2 separate regions of the Ovis aries genome follow, and region 2 is linked to region 1. A link is a contact called in public Hi-C data. All regions are on one chromosome and are shown on one strand. The core of a region is the stretch at or near the end of the contact, and the rest is flanking DNA. Distances in the headings are between cores, read along the strand shown.

Region 1 (2,789 bases), core at 259-2,758:
CAAAACATAGGTGGACAACTGTGGACAGCTCCCAAAGGGGCAGAGCTGGGAGGAAAACATTAGAGGGGATGGGGTGGAATTGAACAAGTGCCAAGAGCAGGTGTAAAAAGGATCTGGGGCAGGTCTGGGATGCAGAATGGGAAGGGAAGGGAGGTGATGGATCAGAGAGAAATTCCCAGTCTTTCAGTAAGGGCCCAAATAGAGAGGACATGCCTTGGAGAAACAGGCTGCAAGCAGGTCTTCAGCAAAGAAGAAATAAAGGGGAGACAGGGCAAAGGAAGCGGGAACAAATGAATGCAACGGCTCCAAAGAGGGCCAATAAGGAGGTGGGGGAGAGAAGAAACCTCAACCGAGGACTGCAGGGCGTCAGGCTGCGGCGAGGCTGAGTTAGGGAGAAAGGTCAGAGAACTGAACGGCAGGAACGAGAGAGCTGCAGGGTCGGAGAAGGGGGTGGAGGCTGCTTCAAGGAAAGCCAAGTCAGAAAGCAAGCAGGCTGGAGGGCACCGCAAGATCTTAGACTGGACGAGGGGCAGAGTGGGGAGGCAAAAGGGTCTGGAAGAGAGGCAAGGATCTGAATGGCAAAAAATGGAGTAAGATCGGAGGGGAGGAGGCGAGCATGGCGCGTTGGAGTCCAAGAGGGGGCAGGGGACTGCATCGAGATCGGCAGGGGTCAGAGTCCAGGGGTATCCCATGGGGAGCGGGGCCGGGAGGAGGCGGCAGGTTTTGTCAGTGGGCAGTAGGGCCCAAGAGGGACGTGGAATTAAGCCCAAGGAGAAGACCTGGGGGCAGTAGTGCCAAGATGAACAGGGTCTCGGATGAATCACCGAGGAGGTGGAACCGCAGGTCCTAGACGGACAGCTCCTGGGGGTGCAGCAGCGGAGGGGAACAGGACATAGGGGACGGACCCAGGGTGCTGAGAGCGGGATCGGAGGAGGCAGAAGGGTCACGAATCTGAACGTGGGGGTCCAGAATTCAGGGATGCGGGAGGGTCCCAAGAGCACTGCAGAGTCTAGGGGTGGGGGGGGGGGGCGAAAGGCATTACTGAGGGGCGGAAGAGAGAAGGCGGAGGCGCAGAATTGGGAGCAGAGTGGCTGGAGTCGGGGGGTGGGGGGAAGCCGAGGCAGACACGGAGATCTCAATGGATTGGAGGGTGGGGGCAGACGCGGCGACAGCAGGGCTGCGGCGGGCAGGGGCAAGTCCGAAGGGCAGGCGGGCCCCGGCTGGCCGGGCCGCAGCGCGAGGCGGCGGGGCCGACGGAGCCCGGGGGCTGGGGGGCCGCTCCCTCCCCTCCCCCTCCGGCTCCTCCATTGTTCGCGGGCTCCGGGCCCCGCCGTCCCCGCCTCCCCCTGGACCCCGCAGTGGGGCGGCGCCCGGCCTCGCCGCCCGGGCCCGCGAGCTCGCGCACTCACCAGCTGGGCGCCCTCAGCGCCGCCCTGGCCTTCGGGATCCCGGCAGCGGCGACGGCGGCCCCGGCGCCATGTTCTGCTGCTCCTCGTCCAGCGGCGGCTGAGGCGGCGGCGGCGGCGGCGGCGGCTCCGGCGGCGGGGGGCCGGGCGGACCCTCCCTCGCGGGCTCCCTCCTCCGCCTCCTCCACCTCCTCCCGCCGCTCCGCGGCTCTCCCTCGGGGCGGGGGGGCGGGGAGGGGAAGGGGGGAGGGGCGGGAACCAGGGGGAGGGCGGACCAGCCTCTCTCGCTCGCTCCCTCCCTCCCTCGCAATGGCGGCGGCGGCGCCTCCTTCCTGCGGCCGCCGCTCCCGCGCGCGCTCCCCCTCTCTACTGCGCGTGCGTGGCGCGGGGACCGTTGCAGGGGGATAACGGCCCCTGAAGCGCGCGCCGCGAGGGGATAACCGGCGCGTGGCGGGGAGAAGCGAGAGCGCGTGCGCGCCCGAGGGACTCACTGCCACCGCAGCGGCCGCGTCCAGGGAACCGGCGCGGAGGGCGCAGTGCGCGTGCGCTCTCTTCCCCCCCGCACCCCCCCCCCCCGCAACACACACACACAAAATGCCGCTACTGCGGTGGCTGCAGCGCCAGACAGAGCGCGAGACCCGCGACTGAGCAGAGGACTGGAGTGGACAAGAGCGCGTGCGCGGGTAGGACTGCCAGCCGCTGCGGCTACTCGCGCGAGGCGGAGGGAGTGGTCCTCGAGAGGCGCGCGCACCCTTGCGCGCACCAGAAGCAACCAAAACCCTTCTCGCGCCGGCTCTTGGAGAAAGCGGGAGGGGAGAGGCATGGCCCGGCTTTGGGGGCGGGGGCGAAGGGCGCGATCCCGCTCGCGCGGGACCTGACCAGCCAATAAGAGGCAAGGGGAGGTGGGTTTGCCGCGCGAGCGCAGCCCCCGGGATAACGGAGGAGGAGAGAAGGAGCGACGTAACGTGGGGCGGTGAGGCGGGGCTGAGGAGGAGGGAGTGCACCCAGTGGGGAGCTGATTGGGGGACACGGGGAGGCGTGGCCCTCCCCAGCCCAATAGGAGCCTCGAAATTCGTCGTTCCGGAAGAAGGGGCGGGGCTGCGAAGCGCGTGCTCTTTTCCCTGGCAGCGAAGAAAATTTGCAGGCAACGCGCGCATTATTACAAGTTGCTTTGGGTTCCGTGATCCCCAAATCTCGGGAGACGGGAGAGGGCCTGGTCCCGCATACATCCCTGGCCTCCAAGTCAACATTGTGCCAATGACTGCAAATCAAATGTCAGTTTGGGCGCCCAGAGGGGAAATAGTAGTGATGGGAAGGGGCACCGCTGTAACCCCTGAGTTCCTTCCTCTGAACTGAAGAGGGGTTCCTCTGGGAGCCCTCCGG
Region 2 (2,700 bases), core at 28-2,527, 53 kb before region 1:
CGGACAACAATGAGTCAACTGAGGCTCTCTCTTAAGGCCGCAGCATTTAAACGATAAGCTGCAGGGTCTGAACACACAAGGAAGACCATCTGGATTTAAGTGGCATTCTTTTGGCCAACCCCAATCCGGCAGAATCTGCCAGTCGAAACTACCACAACAATACCATTGTTCTTCAGTAAAACCTTGAGGCTTCCAAATAAACTGCTGTTATGGAATGGAAAAAAAAACTTCAAGAGAGCTGCCAGGAAGCTATTTCTAATCACTATAACGCCTCTGACCACAGTTCTAGTAAACAGACAGTAAACCTTAATGTCATACTTCCTCCACCCTCTCAATACTCGAGCTGATGAAGTGTGTTCTAACAGTTTAAGTTAGCTAGAAAGTTTAACTTCCATCACCTGAACTAAGTACCGGATTCTGTTTTAAATTCTTTATATGTATATTTCATTCCAGATTCACAATAGATCTGTGGGTACGGGTGTTTAAAACTCTATTTCACAGATGAAGAAGCTGAATCCCAGAAAAATTCAGTTACTTGCCCCAGTCAGTTCTGGCTACAAAACCTGCACTCGTAACCACTACGGTTCGTTACCTTCCCCTGAGAGTCCTTGGGATGCAGCGAACACACGGGTGACCAAATAAGTGACTGAGGGCACACTGACAACCTGAACTTCTAAAGGAAATGAAGTCTCACATAAAATGCACCAGGGATGTTTAAGCTGCTCAAAGAAAGAATGGGGCATGATGACAGCTATTTCAAACAGCTACCAGGGCTATTTCATGGAAAGAGAGCAGATTATCTTGTACAGTCATGTTGGGAGAGATGAGACAAAGACAAAGAGGCAATTTTGGCCAGAGAAGTTTAAAGAACAAACAACCCCTCCGCCCCAGCTTTAAAAAGGAAAGACTGCTCTGTTAATGTTCAGAGCAGAGGCTGCAACCGACAGGCAACACTCATTGTCAAGGAGACCCTGCCGTCAGATGGAAGGCTAAATTAGAGAGCTGCTCTTACCCTCTCACCTCAGAGTCTAATAAGATCTAATCAAGCTCAGCACTCCAAATTACAAATGGAACGTGAGCTCTGGCAACAGCATCAGCTCCCCTTGTTGAATGACCCGATGTTCACTCTCATTCTCTCTAAGATTTAAACAAACTCTGCTTTACAGAACGCCAAAATATTCCCTTGAAATAACTGAAGGCTCTCTAGGGTGTCACAAAATCAGGCAGGGATTCTTGCGCAACTAATTCCAAACCTTCTGAGGAAGGAAATCAAGACTGCGGTACAGGCCAAGAGTCGGGCAGGACTGTTGCTATGACAGGCAACACCGCAGGCATGAAGGGTTACTGGGCACATGTCGAGATGGAAATGCCATTCTTCTGAGTGGTCTGCCAGATGTCTCAGTCCCAGGTCAGACATGTGTCGCTCATCAGGGCGTCGGCAGAGTGCTCTCAGCAGCAGGTCCTCGGAGAGAAGAAAATAACACCATCCCAACAGCTATCTTCCTCTGGGCTCGCTCATTAGTGGGCTGGACTGAAAAGCAGCCAGCTAGAGGAAACCAAGCCCTGAGAATAAGCTACACATCTGCGTGTCTAAGTTTAGAGTCGGACTGGGTGCAAAATGGGAAAATAAGAGGCATTTATCAGGAGTGGCCGTGTGCTGGACACGCTGTGTTAGGCGCTCTGCACTTATCTGAAAGCTCACACACACCCTTCAAGGTAAGGGTTATTAACCCCTTTCTACAGATATGAAATCAGGGGCTCAGAGAGATTCACACTCAGCACTGAGAGAGCCAGGGTTCAGAGGCCAGTGACCTACGAACGTCAAAGCCTCCTGTCCTCTCTCCTTTGTGACCTACCTCCATGATGAAACGCCACTGACAAAAACGAGGGACTGGGTCAGCTCAAAACCTCTTCACTTTGTCCTACAGATAGGCATTTTTCGAATAAATAACATGGTCCATTGTTCTTCATTTCACAGTTTCCTTAAAAACCTGTGAAGTTGTTTGTTGTTGTTGTTTTTTTAAGGAAAAAACTTTTTTCCTTAAAAGAAGTTTCCTTAATGCCTGACTCTTAGGCCTGATACTAACCAAGTAGCAAAGAAAGAAAGAAACCAACAGTTTATGCCAGTGTTGCAGCGCGGAGAAATAGTGGTTGGAATCTGCCCCTGGCCTCTCGGCCCTCCCGAAACAAGAGTGTAAAGGGGAAACTCCTGCTTATGGGACAGTAAGCCCAACCCACAGCTCCTCCAAGCTCACAGGGCAAGAAGATTAGAATGCCCGCCAAACAGCAAGGAAAAGCCAAGAGAAGGTGCCCTTCCACCCATCTGTAAGATGACTGGGTTCTAGAGCCACATGCGCAGCTGACACATGAATAAAAACCGTTTCCAATGAAGCACAAGGCCAATGTTTCTTCACAGTTTTTCAAGTTTAGCTGAGATGAGGACCCTCTCTGTGGGCAGAGTATTTTTCTTCTTCCGACATGGTGCTGCTCTTCCTAGGATGTGAGGGACTGAGGCTCAGAGCGTCTTGTTCATACTGACAGTGCTGCACCACAGACTCCGCTTCAAGAAACACGTGAGGGAACCAACTCCCCGTGTCAGCCTGTGTGCACTGCACAGGCAACAGGCGTCCACACACACACAGGACCGGCTTCCTAACGGGCTAAGTTCCTAGCACACAGGAATCTACACAATCTTCCTTT

What was found. Hi-C and Micro-C count contacts between places; a contact is called where the count stands out from the background.
Region 2: a contact with region 1 is called in a Hi-C map of tail adipose tissue, with 2.6 times the contacts expected there. The contact joins the enhancer-like site here to the promoter of ARHGAP35 in region 1. A contact is called at or near these places in 5 of 16 Hi-C or Micro-C datasets (hypothalamus, liver, muscle and 2 more).

What each region holds. Positions count from the first base shown.
Region 1 is chr14:53,717,159-53,719,947 of ARS-UI_Ramb_v3.0, reverse strand. It overlaps ARHGAP35 (Rho GTPase activating protein 35), which reads right to left and starts at 1,508. Exons shown (of 8, transcript XR_003591585.3): 1 at 1,410-1,508.
Region 2 is chr14:53,769,583-53,772,282 of ARS-UI_Ramb_v3.0, reverse strand. All of the region lies in intron 2 of ARHGAP35 (Rho GTPase activating protein 35), which reads right to left. Among named protein-coding and RNA genes, the nearest start is that of ARHGAP35, 52 kb to the right of the region's middle. Within about 2 kb of position 1,277, at least 25 of the 54 cell types and tissues checked have an H3K27ac peak or open chromatin away from gene starts, as enhancers often do. A contact at or near this core is called in liver and tail adipose tissue, where this site is marked.